2 separate regions of the Lactuca sativa genome follow, and region 2 is linked to region 1. A link is a contact called in public Hi-C data. All regions are on one chromosome and are shown on one strand. The core of a region is the stretch at or near the end of the contact, and the rest is flanking DNA. Distances in the headings are between cores, read along the strand shown. Region 1 holds the start of LOC111914296 (probable nucleoredoxin 2). Region 2 holds the start of LOC111914294.

Region 1 (7,608 bases), core at 2,950-5,449:
AGGCCCATTATCTGGATGGGTCCATTATTTAGGACGGGGCCCTTTATTATGTGTTGTATGTGGTATTTTGGACAACTCATTAAGCTTTGTGCTTACGGTTTAAGTTTAATTGTTTTAGGTACGTCTGGTAGCATAGGGAACAACCCGACTTGATTTCATTGGATCCTCCAGAGATTCCATGCTTTCTAGTTATATTTTACTCTAATGATTTTATGAGATTACATTTCATATACTCTGATGTTTTGATGAGATTATACTTTATACTCTGATTACCGTTTCATGGAATGGAAATGATAGTTCCAATTTACTTTAAAACAGAAGACTTTATGTGGATTTTTTGGACGTTAGAGCTAGTCAAAATGGCGAGTCACCAATTGTGGAGTAAGGCCTGACCTCTATCCCTTAAGGGAAATCCACAAACACATGATGTTCCATTTCAGTAGCTACAATAGACGCCGTAAAAAGATCTAAAGGTAAGTTAACCCCTCTGGACAAATTAGATCTTGTTAGAAATCTACCTAAACGTGTCTTCCAAATAAAGATATTTACTTTACTCGACACTTTCCTACACTACCTAGAGGTAACATCAGAACTGTCTATAATGTAATGATCAACCTCTTTCCTTAAAGAAGATACTGAGTAATTTCTTGTCATCTTCCAAACTCCACTCTCGTTCTACATCTCCTCCCCACTTGAAATTAACATGTTGAAAAGCCAAGTTAAGGTTCAAATTGAACCTATTAACAACCTAGTTTAATATATCAATTTAACCCCAAGTACTCCTCCCATATTTGTAAGATCTCAACAAAACTAACCCCCTGTTTCCCGCGCAAATGGCCTTTATCATATCCTTCCAAAGGCAAGATGTGTTATCAGGAAACCTCCACCACCATTTATATAAGATCGCTAAGTTGAAAAACTTTAAGCTTTTGATGCCAAACCCACCATTTTAAAGCTATTTAAAACCTTGTTCGACACCATCCAAATGATTTTTCTTTATTCATAGTTTCCTTCCAAAAAGAAAGTGTTTCGAATGCTTTCGAGTTTTTTAATAACCAAAACAGGCACCTTATATACAGAGAAAAGGTAGTTGTCTAGGCTTTCAAGTACTGCCTTACAAAGAGTAAGACTCCCGCCTAGAGATAGAGCTTTAGTTTTCCATAAAGAAGGTTGATTTGAAACTTCTCGATCAAGGGAAACCAAACCGAAATTCTCATCATTTTACCTCCCATTGACATTCCAACGTAAGAGAATGAGAAGTCTCCATAAGCACAAGCCATCATTCTCCCCGTGCAAATAACCACAGAAGTAGACACGCCCACCCCCAAGCACTTTATTTTTGTTAAGATTGACTTTGAGGCCGAGGCACGATGAAAACACCTCAATATGAGACTGTTATATAATACATACTGTTATATACTTACGCTTAGGTGTAAATAATTGTAACAAAAAAAAAATCAACCCTAACTACTTAGTTTCTTTCTCTATATTATTTGAAATTTATTGTTCCATTCATTCATTCAATTTAATCTGTTTGCTTGTTATTTCACTGTTTTTTTTACCACCGACTTTTCTACACCATCAACACATGCATGCATGATTCTTGTAATCCTTATATAGTATATTAAAGAAAGCGAAATATAATTAATAGAAATGATGTTTTTGTATATTATATAAGTTATAAGTCAAAATATATCTTGTGTAAAAAAATATAATAATTTTGGAGAGGAAATATGATTGTTCCATTTTTCTATTATATTTTGATATATAAAAATAGAGACGAGTTGGACACGGATATAAAAACAGAAATAATAAAGGTGAAAAAAATGTTATTAAAAAAACAGTAAAAAAAAAAAGGTAAAAAAAAAACTGAAATGAAAACTGTTGTCTAAAAAATAATAAAAAAAACATTAAAAAGATGAAATAAACGAGAAAGGAAGAAAAATCGGATATTTAAACTAAAAACACTGAAAAGTAAAAAAAAAAAAGGGATAATGACTTGAAAGGGTAACGAACTTTTGATTTTGTTCACATTTCGTCACTAAACTTTTTTTTCGTTATCTATTTACCATTGAACTATTGAAACTGTTCACATTTTACCTTTATGACCGGCTGTTACCGGTGATAAGGGTAAAATGTGAACAGTTTCAATAGTTTAGTGGCAAATAGATAACGAAAAAAAGTTTAGTGACTAAATGTGAACAAAATCGAAAGTTCGTTTCCCTCTAAAAAGTTCAATGGCTAAATTTAAACAAACGTCCTATTGTATTATGTTTTAGAAAATTATTTATTTTTGTTTAATTGTAGCAACATTTGTTGATGAAGAAATCTATGAAATAAAAAAACAAAATGTAGCATCTGGATTTCCAGGTATCATAATTTAAGTATTTTTCTTTTGAGTTAAGAAGAGAGACTCGACGAGTTGACGCCTCAACTCGTCGAGTAAGGTCGCGACTAATGACTCGGATTAATGAATGGACTCGACGAGTCGGTGAGGCGACTCGACGAGTCCGCGCTGTTGGCAGAAACCCTAAATCTTTGGGCCCGAGCCATATTTAAAGGCACTTGTGGTCTTCAATTGCGACTACCTTTCCCATAAGTGAGAACCCTAGCGAGCTTGAGTGTGTAGAGTGAGAGGAAGAGCTATCTTGAGCTTTTTGGTGTGATTTTGCAAGAAAGGAGAAGAGTTCCAGCAAGAGAGACCAAGGAAGGTTATTGTTCTGAGTTATTCAAGCAACGATTTTATACATGTTTTAAAAGATTTAAACGGTATATTTATTTTATATCTATAAATATGTTGCGGATGAAACATGGGTAGATGAAATAGTTGGTGTGTGATGAAATAAAATGATGAGAGATAGGTGATGATAGAAAGGTGATGATAATTAGGTAAATAGATGATGATAAATAGGTGATGTAGGATGAAAGGAGATACCATAGCCTTAACCGGCAATGTGGCGATGTAGTCATCTACCAGAGTATAGATGGCGACCACAGACTATTCAAGACAACCCAGTGGAAACACCAACAGGCTCATAACCTGCAGGTGATGAATTGCAAGTTCAGGAGATGTTGTAACTACGTATTTATGCGACGATACTCTAACCCCTTACTATGAATTACGAGTTCAGACGATGTTGTAACTACGTATTCATGGGATGTCACAAATTCCGCATGTCAAACCAATGGTCATAATTCACATCAGTGAGAATCATTTTTTTGTAAAACCAAAATCATATTGGAAATTTTGATTTTTTATTTTGGAATATACCAAACCATTGGTTTTTTATTTCGGTTTCGGCTTTTTGTTTTTTTTTAAATATATTTTCAGGGTTTTGTTTTGTTTTTTTTTATTTCATAGATTTCTTCATCAACAAATGTTGCTACAATTTAACAAAAATAAATAATTTGCTAAAACATAATACAAGATGAAGTTTGTTCACATTTAGTCATTGGACTTTTTAGAGGGAAACGAACTTTCGATTTTGTTCATATTTAGTCACTAAACTTTTTTTCGTTATCTATTTGACACTAAACTATTGAAACTGTTCACATTTTACCCTTATGACCGGTAACAACCGGTCATAAGAGTAAAATGTGAACAGTTTCAATAGTTCAATGGCAAATAGATAACGAAAAAAAATTTAGTGAAAAAATCAAAAATTCGTTACTCTTTCAAATCATTATCCCTAAAAAAATTGTACAAAAATACCAATAAAATGATAAATATTTTTGAAAGTACGTGAATCACCTTTGGATAAAAACTTCTGAAACAAATGAGAGAATCCGAAAACATTCATAAGGGCAAAGATGGAATTTAACTGACTACAGCATGACCCTTGATGTAGGAAATCAGACCGTAATAGAAATAGAAAATGGTACGTGTTTGGCTGTGATAATTTACATACTTTGTTTTTCTTTTTAAATTATTTAGACATATATCAACATTAATGTCAAATACTTCTTTATATAAGGTATAATTTAGATTGTATATACGATTCACGTAAAATGTTTATTATATCATTAATTTGAATAAAACAAATTTTAATCTATGAGTAGCTAAACAATCATTATAATAAATAATATTATATTTAAATGTAAAGTATATATTAAATTCAGGCCTCAATTAAGCTCGATCTATTTACTAAATAAAATTACTTTTTATTTATTTATGAATCTTGTATGTGAATGATAAGTTTGTACGGCTACACGAAAATATAAACTCCACAGATTCTTGAAGCTCAACACCTGGTTCCCTATATGTTACTGTTCTTCTTGTATCCTAGAGAGAGAAAGTAAGTAAGAGAGAGAGAGAGAGAGAGAGAGAGAGAGAGAGAGATGAGGCAGCAGCTATCGTTGATCAACGCAACGACGTCGCCGGACACTACAACCATCGTCAGCCGCCACAGATATTTATCGCTTTTTGCCTCCGATGACCGTGACTTTCTTCTCTCTCCCACCGGAGCTCAGGTCCCCCTCTATTTCTCTCTCTAAAATTTCTAGTGCATGCCGAAGTAATCGTTCAGCTCAGCATATATTTTTTAGACAGCTGTTTAATTAGTTCAAAACATACAATCATTTTTGTGTAAAACTTAAGTTAAACGAGTCTTATCTATCCAAATGTTTTTCTTTAGATCTAGTTATGGATGTTCGAAAGAAACAAGTTTCTTTTTTTTTTTTTCAAAAATGAAAAAAAAGAAGACAAAGATAAAGTTTGAACTAACGAGAGTAGATCTGCACCATAATATTTTCCATGTACTAATATGTCGTATAAATTATTTGATTATATATATGATTTTGTCACTGCGCCATACAAATCTCTAGAGCTTCATGTACGTAATTGTATATCTTTTAATTACATAAATCGTCCACAAATTGTTAGTTGGGAAATTAAGAAGTTAAAATAAGTTTATAATTTTGAATCTAGAAAATAAAAGGAGTGATTCTTGAAGACAATAACCTAAATTTAACATATCGCATATTTATAATTCTAGTTCAAAAAATTTAAACTTCAAAGATCATGTACACTTGGATTATGAGCATATCCTTCCAGTTTTATTCATGAACATAACACAAATTTGACTCAACTTGGGCATCATGGATTCATGTATTCATGTGTACGTAAAAGAAAAAAAATAAAATAAAATAAAACTCCACGTGGATTAAGTTTAAGAGTCACAAACAGCTAATATATATTCCCATGCCACAGCAAACTGTATTTAGCAAAGGATACAAGTTAATATATTTGTGATATATATATATATGATGTAGTTGTTGTGACAAAAGCATATATAAAACACTGAAAGGGTAACCATGTCCCATTAAACTCAAACAGGTACATCACGCATGCTTTATGGTACCTTTCCAACACAAAAAAGACTTCCATCAACCTACAAAATTTATATGAAACATTTACATAAGTGGAATCCCATAAATGTAAGGTGCCTATCCCTTTCATTTGCTCAGAAGTGGGGTTCCCCTTTGCATTATTTGCACCTTCGATACCTCAAAAGATGAGGGCATCATATACTATAGTAGAGATATTTATTTGATTCTAAGGTTCTTGGATAAAATTGCCCCACTAGTAGTTGTACCAATATGACAATATCACCTTACAATATATATCTCCATATTTCAGATAAAAATTTCCGACCTTCACGACAAAATCGTTGGCATTTACTTTTCAGCAAACTGGTATCCACAATGCCAAAGTTTTACAAAACTATTGATTCAAGTATACGAACAAATCAAAGCGAAAAAAGGGTCAGCATTTGAGATCATCTTTGTTTCATCTGATGAAGACTTGAATGCATTCAACAACTACTATCAATCAAACATGCCATGGCTTGCGATTCCGTTCTCTGATTTGGAAACTAAAAAGGCATTGAACAACAGATTTGACGTTGAGGGGATTCCATGCTTGATCATCTTGCAACCCGATCATGATGCAGGTATTGTGCACGATGGAGTTGAGTTGATTTATCGTTATGGTGTTGAAGCATATCCTTTTACAAAAGAGAGGTTGGATGAGTTGTTGAAGCAAGAAAAGGAGAAGCATGAACGACAAACTCTCTCAAATTTGCTTATGAATCATGATAGAGATTTTCTTTTGGCTCATTCGGCATCCAAAAAGGTTGGTTTAATTTAATTTATAAGTGATTCTTAGTGGTTATATATAAAAGTGTTTGAATATATCGAGTTTCTATATATGTACTTACACATTTATGATAATTAATATAACTCCCCATGCATGCAGGTATTAATATCTTCCTTGATAGGCAAAACCATCGGGCTATATTTTTCAGCACAATGGTGTCTCCCAAGTCTCAAATTCACACCCAAGTTGATATCCATTTACCAAAAGATAAAAGCAAAACTAAGTGAACAAGAAGACTTTGAAATCATCTACGTGTCAACTGATCACAATCAGCTAGAGTTTGAATCTTCTTTCAGCTTAATGCCATGGCTAGCACTCCCATTTGGGGACTCGATCAATAAGGAGTTGACCAAGTACTTTGATATCACGGGTATTCCAAGTTTGATCATTTTGGGTCCAGATGGAAAAACTGTAACGAAGAACGGGAGATCTCTGATTAACTTGTACGAAGAGGAAGCTTATCCTTTTACAGAAGCGAGGGTGAAGCTATTGGAGAAGCAAATGGATGAGGATGCAAAGAATCTTCCGAGCATGGAGATACATTCGGGTCATCGCCATGAACTCACGTTGGTGTCTCAAGAAAATGGTGGGGGGCCGTTTATATGTTGTGATTGTGATGAGCAAGGTTCGGGCTGGGCTTACCAGTGCATTGATTGTGGGTATGAAGTGCACACCAAGTGTGTTAGGCCGGTGGTTCAGATGTCTAGTGCATGAAAATCCACCGGAAAACTGTTTACTACTATTTGTTTACCAAAAGGTGAGTTATGGGTTGATGTTAGATTTTGGAATGATAAATTGTGTATAATTATTATCTTGAGTAAGTTGTTCGCTTTCCAACAATTTGATCTAAAAGGAATCATCTTCTCTAGAGTTGCACTTTCGGACCGGACTAATCGGGTTTTGTTGGGCCGGTCTCGATTTGGGCTTTGTGGTCATCTACTTAGATCGGTTTCTAGTTGTAGGGAAAGGAATTAGAGACCAAACAAAGAAACGTGCCTTGTTCTATGTTCTATGTCACAAAATTTTGGAATCTTTCCATACCCTAACGACTACATCTTATTTCTCTTTAAATAACTTATACTTATATAATAGCTAGATTATCACTTGTGTTATATACGGATTGATTAGAAGAAAATATGATTGAAATAAGAAATAACACACGTTTTAACTAATAAAGCATTAATTATGTTATTTGGTTATAAGGGCTGATACAAAGCATTGAACTCTATAGAGTTCAAGTGAATTGTCATCATTCACTATTCCATACAATTCTATTCATTTTTATCCTACAATGCATTAAACTCTACAAGTTCAATAAAACATATTAAAAAAATATTTATTTAAAGATTTAAAGACTTTTCTTTTTCCCGTTGAAGAGTTCATTGGTCATTGAAATCTAAATCCATTGAGTGCCAACGTGGCATTTCACAATGGTGGAGTTGTATCCATTG
Region 2 (7,608 bases), core at 2,941-5,440, 200 kb before region 1:
TCGCTTCCATTACCCTTTTCCCTTCTCCGTAATCATGGATGTCAGAAAATACAGTAGTACCATGCTCCTTCCGTCTAGAACAGTTCACTATTTAGATAAAACTGAATTATCCAATTGGACTATTTGGTTCGGATATTCGGATCTTTGGATTGGTTTTTAGCAAAACCGAATTATTATTTTGGATTTTGGATTGGTTTTGGTTTATAAAATAAAAACTGAATAGTCCAAAAAAACCGAATTGCAATTTATTATTTTGTTCTTTTTAATATATATCTTTAATAATTTATAAATTTACTAAATTATTCTTTTAGTATATTAAAATTTTTCATCTATTATAATACTTTAATATGTACTTCTTATAAAAAAATTGTCTATAAAGTCGTAAACTATAATATATTTTTCTTGATATAAGTTTTAGTTCACAACTAATTAAACAATATTTTTTTAGTTTATATTATAGAGTAAGTTAATACTAAAGTTATATATTTATTGAAATGTCTTGATTCTTGAAAACCGAATTGTAAAAAACCGATCCAACCAAATTATAATTTGGTTGGATCGGATCGGATTTGAATTTAGTTTGGACTATTTGGATCTACGTTTTAAAAACCGAAATTAATTTGGATTCACTTGATCGGATCGGATTAAACCAATCCATCCAAACGAACACCCCTACTCCCGCCCCTTCCTTTAACATTCTTCTATCCTTGACCCCAATAAGAAATCTTATAATCAAACTGCAACGACTAGATTGTAGTATTTCAACATTGTTTTAAAGTTGCTATTTTTTGAAAAGCACATGAACCATTCGAGTGACTTATTATTAATAAAAACATTACTAAAACAAGCTGAAAATAGAAAGTCGCATGCTTTAATTCAATAAATCATTCATGTCTTGTATAACACGCTTGTTTAAATGTTTAAATTTGTGCCTAACCCATGTATGATAGATATAAAACACAATTTTGAAATTCATAACACCAAACACAAATTTGCAAAATCCATACACAGAAACACAAGACATCTTCATGTCGTGTCAATCGTCTCATGTGTCGAGACGTGGAAATAGGCAAAAACATTGGCTTTGGCTAGGAAGATGCTACACAAAAGTAGACCGGTTTGGACCCAACTATAAACATTATACCAACAAGTTCATTCAAGAAAACACATCACAATAAATTCATAATGTATCATTTTTTTTTTCTTTTTATAGCTCAATATTTGGTGATTTCTTAAACCTTTTAAAATTCATGTTTAAAACTCAGTTACCTTCTATTTAAGGTAGTGATAAACGATTAAATTTGAAAACACACAATCAACTTACCTTGTGTTATTTTAGATTATGTGAGGTTAAAAATACTATTTGGCAAATCAAGAGTCTTAATACTAGAAAATCAAACACATGAACTATAAATCCTACAGCCAAAACTCAAGAACAAAAATTACAATAAAAATTGAAAAAATCAAATAACAATAAAAAAAAAAGGTACTAAAACTTAGTCTACACTTTTGGTACAAACTCATTTCCTAAGTCAAATTATCCCAAACTTTTAATAAAAAAAAATTCAAAAACCAAACATAGAAATGCCAGGCATCATCATCATCCAAACACATGATAAAAAAAAACATAGCCACCTTTTTTTTAATCACCACCACCAACACCTGCACCTTGATTTGGCCTGTTTGACCTGAACCCACGTCCCCTGCCACGTGTCCCCCTCCCACGACCACGCCCTGTTCCACCCAAATACATCAACCATAGTAATTTACATGTTTAGTCATTGAGTTTCAATAGATTTTTCAATTTGGGACAAAAACTGTAACTTTAACAAAACTCAGGGTCAGAAAGGGTAAATTGTCACAACTTTTTTAACATACCTCGAAATTCTTGATTGTAGCCTCCAACATCTTGTTGATTATCCATATAAGCATTATTATTATTATTATTGATATCATTATTATTATTATTGTAACCACCACCCCTTCCACGACCACGGAAATTACGTCCTCTACCCCTGGGAGACTCTTGATTGTTGTACCCACCAAAATCTTGTTGGTTGTTTTCCATGTAAGGGCCATTGTTGTAGCCACCCCTTCCACGCCCACGGAAATTACGACCCCTACCCCTTGGAGACTCTTGGTTGTTGTACCCTCCTACTTCCTGTTGAGTGTCCATGTAAGGGGCATTATTGTAATTTCCCCTTCCACGCCCACGGAACCCACGTCCCCTTCCCCTTCCCCTACCCCTGGGAGGATACCCACCGGGACCATCCCAACCCCCATCATCATACTCATCTGGCCCATAACCATTTCCTGTTTATCATTTAACAAAAACAAGAAATAGCAATTTACTTTATAATCTTTCAACAAATATTTTTTAAAAAAAATATATTATTTATTTTTTACCTGGTGCAGGTCTAGAACGCCCTCTCCCCCTTCCACCACGACCTCTGCCTCTTGCAGTTGGTGATCCTTCTATTAAAAAAAATCAAAATATAAAATTTATAAAAAGTTGATAAATTTATGACGTGTGTAGAGTATTTAATATTTAATGTATTATAAATTTATACCTCCATCATATTCAAATTCAGTTGCCACCTTGACCTGGTCAGCTGGCAATGGTGGTTGGTATCTGAAAAAAGGTTAACCACATAAGTTTTAAGGAATAATTTATAAAAAATGATAATGCAAAAGGAAAAAAGAAAAATGAATTGTAAACAAACTCACCCGATAGATGATGTATTCAGCTCTTTCTTAGAGAGAGTTATGGTGATCATTGAAACATGTCTTGTGGTCTCGAGACTGTAAAAAGAAAAAAGTTAATAAATTTATGAAATGTGGAGAAGTGGAATATTGAAAGTGTGTTTTTCAAGAAGTGGGAATGTTATCTTACGGAAGTAATCCTTCCTCTAAAGGTTCCCAGGTGTCAGTTATGTCTGTGGATCCAATGGATGTATTTTGATGAAGCCCAACAATTCGCCTCTAAAAATATATGATGAAAGAAGATAGTGATAAATAGTAAAAATTTGGAGAATGTAATATAAGTGTGGAGATAAAAAAAAAAAAAAGAGCAAACCTTTATCAATTCCACAATAGTAACAGTCTTGTTGATGGCTCTTCCCATTGCTTTAAATACAATCTCTGATGATCCTTTTTCCTGGAAAGCAAATAAATAAAAAGATTTAAGTTCATAGTAATTAGTAAGTGCTATTTACATACACCACAGTTTATAAAACTTGAAAAAGATGAAGATATTAGTTTAACATTCATGAAGAGTTTATACCTGAAGCAATGTCATTGCATAGGTGATATAGCTTCGCATCCTTCCCTGGCTAGTAATTCGGATCTCATTCTCATCAATTGGTTGCTCTGCTCTAGGCTTCTCAACCTTCTGATAACGATCCATCCTTCAAGATGAAACATTTACAGACATTAAACACAAAATAGAACAAGTCGGGTTTCAAAGAAACACACAAGATGATATTATCCATTTAGGGGTAACGAAGAATTAGATAAAGCATCTCCAAATCACCAGATTAACAGAAGCACCATAAAATCTAGGGTTTTCTCAACAACTATAAAACGGTCAAAGAATAGATAATAGTTAGGTAAAGCACACAGCAAACAATTGATTGTTGATAAATCTTAGGAGCAAACATATACATCGACAAAAAATTGAGTCTTTTAACTTTTACATAAAGTAAAAATTGCAGTTAATGAAGTTTGTAATTAGTATAGATATGTACAGATACGATCAGCACGAGTAATGAAACATCAGAATTACATTCCTCCAATTTATAATTACATACAGCATAACCGCAAAAACTAGGGTTTTCAGTATTCTCATACACCAAAATAAAAAAATTAGAAACAAAACACAATCAAAGGGAAAATCAACGACTAATTGTTGCCAAAACAAACCGAAAGACAAATAATTTAGAGGATTGAATCTATTAAGTTGAATGAAAACAATATAAATCAGTAATCAGCGCTTACTTGTCAGATATTCGAGATTAAATCATCAACGGTTACCTTTTGTTTGTTGGACGATTTGGATAAGACAGTACAGCTCCTTCCTAATGAAGAGCCCTCTTCTCCGGCTTCAATTTTCTTCGTTTAAGCCCTAAAACCGTATGGCTGTGGAGTTTTCTGTATTTATATTACCTGTGCCCTAAACTCTTATCTAAACCGTTGAACCGGGGTCGGTTATCTTGTAACTTTGGGCCGAGCTTTGATCAGAAAACTTGGACCGGGCCAAATTCTAATGGAAAATGGGTTAGCATTGAGCCCAAATCTGTGTAGTTTATTTTCTTATCAATAGTTAGGTTCCATAATTTCATTTCTGGTTTTTGGATTTAAAATAGTCTATTACAAATTAAAAAATTAATAGATTGTGTATTATGAGGGAGAGAAGTAGGGAACTTGGAACTAAATTGTAAGGGTGTTGATTCGGAAAGTCGTATTGTGTTATTATATGACAAGACATATGGTGGTTTTTTTTATATAACACAAGTACGACATGAAAATATACTAGTAATTTTTTTTAATTAACACGAGACACAACAAATATAGCATAAATTGATAATTACTTAATTTAGTTCATATTTACTCATAAAAACACAATAAATACATGTTAATATTTTGTCAATTCATGTTGGATTTTGAAAACGAACATGACACAACGTGACATCGTTTTTTTACTTCCAATATAAACACGAATTTGAATTTCAGTTTTGTTTCATGGCGTGTATTTTTGTCGTGTTATCGATTGACATCCCTAATGAACTATAACCATTAAAGTAAATTGATAATGTCGTTGGATTTGGATTGAAGAAAACATAGTAAGGTAGTATGTTAATATGATTGGTTAGGGGAAATTTCAAAAACTATTTGGTGATGCATAAAAATACTAATGACATAGTTCATTAGGTCAAACTTTCAGGGAAACCGACAAATACTGAAATGGGAAGGGGTGACACATCAAACGTCCTGACCCGTTTTATGCTTTATGTTTTGCTTATGTCTAGAGTCGGATCCATTCCTTTGATCTCCTTAGCTTTCATATTTTATATAAGGATACTCAAGGAGCTTTTGGAGGTAAGAATGATGAGTTGACCCATAAAGGGTATACTGTTCTTTTGATTATAAGATCCAATTTTGGGATGTTTCTGATTTTGGGTTAGCGGGTCGTGATTTGATCGAATAAGGGTCTTGTGCTTCAAGGGAATACAGTTTAGACCCTATTAGATGTTGATCATATTGGTTAAGTGACTTAGCCCCTTGAATTGTGCCCTGGAGCCAAAGGGTAAAATGGGAAAAAGCGATATTTTTGACTTCTTGCATGAATTAATGAATTTAGTTCGGTATTTTAGGAACTCACTAAGTTTTGGCTTATAGTTGTGGATTAAATGTTTTTCAAATATTATCAGTTCGTGGGGATGTGAAAACATGACTGTACACGCTCATCTGTAGTTTAATGATTTGAGATTTCATAACACTTTTCTTTATAACTCTAATTTTGAACTACAATTTGCAAATAAAGGGTCTTTCCTTGAATATGTCGTATGAAATATGTGTTTAAAAACAAAAAAATTATTCTGAAAATTGGGAGATTACACTGACAACATTATGATGACGATTTTAGGTGGTTGACTTGGAAACATAATACTTGAAGAAATATAGTCAAATAAGGAAAAGTATGGTATTTTTATCGTTGGATCGAGGGTGAGTTACAGGGAACACACACCCCCAATCTTGCTTTTGTGATTTTATAAGTTTTGTTGGTTTTCATTATATGATATTCTATGTAAGCATTGTTTGTTATATGAACTATATGTGCATTCATGAAATGAAATTTTTGGAAATGATTTGATTTTAAAAGCAAAAAGGTTATATTTTTGGAATTGATATAAGCATCTTACTTATGCATATCATGATAGGATGGGTTAGGAGTAGATTTTAGATAACTGTAAGACCCGTTTTCTAGGATAGATCAATTTAGGGTTTCAGGGAGTCAAAAGGTCGAATTTTGGAGGAAATGGGGTCTCACGACGTGACCTTTGACTGATCATGACGTGAGGAGAGTTAATATGTAAATCTTGTTGCAGATTGATCTCACGACGTAAGGCATAGAGGCTCACGACGTGAGAACTAATACAACACAAGCTTATGATCTTTAGGGTTTTCCTTCATATTTAATCCCCTCTAAACCCATTTTAAGGTTCGTTATCAGCCTCCACCCCCCCCCCTCCCCATCACCTCATAAAACTTTGGGATTCATTCCTTGCTTAATCCTTGGCCTTTTTTTTGGAGCATTTCTTGGTTTGAAGAAGAAGAAGAAGAAGAAGAAGAAGAAGAAGAAGGTGGTCTTTTGAAGAGGCATGCAAGGAATCATCATCATCACCACCTCACATTGTTTATGGACCCTTGTAAGTGTCAAAGCTTCCACCTTTATTGTTGTTTATGGTTAGATCTAAATCTTGTCCCACTTTTCTCCTTGGTTGAGAAAGTTTGAATGAATGAAAACCATGAAGTTGGCAACTTAATGGGTTATAAGGGTCTTTAGAGTGTCATGAAGTTCAGATATAGTGAATGGTTGGGTTTTGGAGCCTTACATGAAAGTTGGATGACCTTTTCTTCAATTTTGTCCCTAAGTGAGATCTAGACATGTATTGGACGTACATACCCATAAATCATTGACTTTTGAGTGTATTATGGAGTTATATGACCTTTTAGAAAGTTAGATTAAAAGGATTAATGGATTAAGGACTTAAATTGTTGGATATTTTGCTTCTGACTGTGCTTATGACGTGAGACATAGGGTCTCACGACGTGAGGATTGAATGACCTCGTTTCTGTTAAGCTTCTTGGGGCTCACGGCATGACAGAAGGTTGCTTACGTCATGAGGTCAACTCCAGTGACTTTTCATGTCTGGGTTGGTTCAGTTGAGTCGAGATGAGTTAGAATCAGACCGAATGAGCTCTCACGATGTGACCAAGGGCCGGTCACGACGTAAGGCTGAATAGTTGACATTATGGGTTGTTGACTTTGACTTTAATAGTTGATTTTTGGCTTGGGTTGACTTTTGGTAAAATTTTATTTTTAGAAGGTATAGTTAGGGTTTACTTTGTGTATATTGATAGGAGGTGTTAAGCACCCATAATCTAGTTAAAGAGAAGTTAGTTGTGGTCGGCATAGTTTTGAGCTGAGTGTTAGTCGGCCTTCTGATTCAGGTGAGTCTCCTCACTGTACTCGGGGGTCGAAGCCACCAATGTTAGCTTACTGTTTTATGTTATATAGAAAGACCAGGGGGTGTCCCCTGACATTTGTATAAAAAACCTGGAGTGGGCAGTGATATGTGGAATGCTAATTGTCTTTGTGGTACTTGCATAGAAGACTAAGAGGTGGCTCTTGGTACTTGTCTGTAAGACCCAACGTTTTGGCCGCCGCCTTGGTAAGAAAAGACCATGATACACCTTATGGAATATAGGCAAGACTATGTTGGCACATAACAATCCCTATTGTATGTATGCTATGTGGTATTTTGGGAAAGTCACTGAGCTTTGTGCTTAAGGTTTCATGTTTATGGTTTTAGGTACTTTCGATAC

Evidence for each region. A called contact is a pair of places that touch in the nucleus more often than the background predicts.
Region 2: a Hi-C map of seed shows a contact between it and region 1, with 6 times the contacts expected there. The contact joins the promoter of LOC111914294 here to the promoter of LOC111914296 in region 1. A contact is called at or near these places in 2 of 4 Hi-C or Micro-C datasets (leaf and seed).

The regions. Positions count from the first base shown.
Region 1 is chr8:39,099,305-39,106,912 of Lsat_Salinas_v11, reverse strand. It overlaps LOC111914296 (probable nucleoredoxin 2), which reads left to right and starts at 4,199. Exons shown (of 3, transcript XM_023910071.3): 1 at 4,199-4,470; 2 at 5,639-6,133; 3 at 6,257-6,997. The coding sequence starts at 4,339. The coding sequence ends at 6,871.
Region 2 is chr8:39,302,302-39,309,909 of Lsat_Salinas_v11, reverse strand. LOC111914294 reads right to left here and starts at 4,190. Exons shown (of 9, transcript XM_023910068.3): 1 at 4,033-4,190; 2 at 3,284-3,407; 3 at 3,077-3,157; 4 at 2,894-2,982; 5 at 2,728-2,802; 6 at 2,571-2,632; 7 at 2,407-2,475; 8 at 1,879-2,313; 9 at 1,385-1,734. The coding sequence starts at 3,406. The coding sequence ends at 1,643.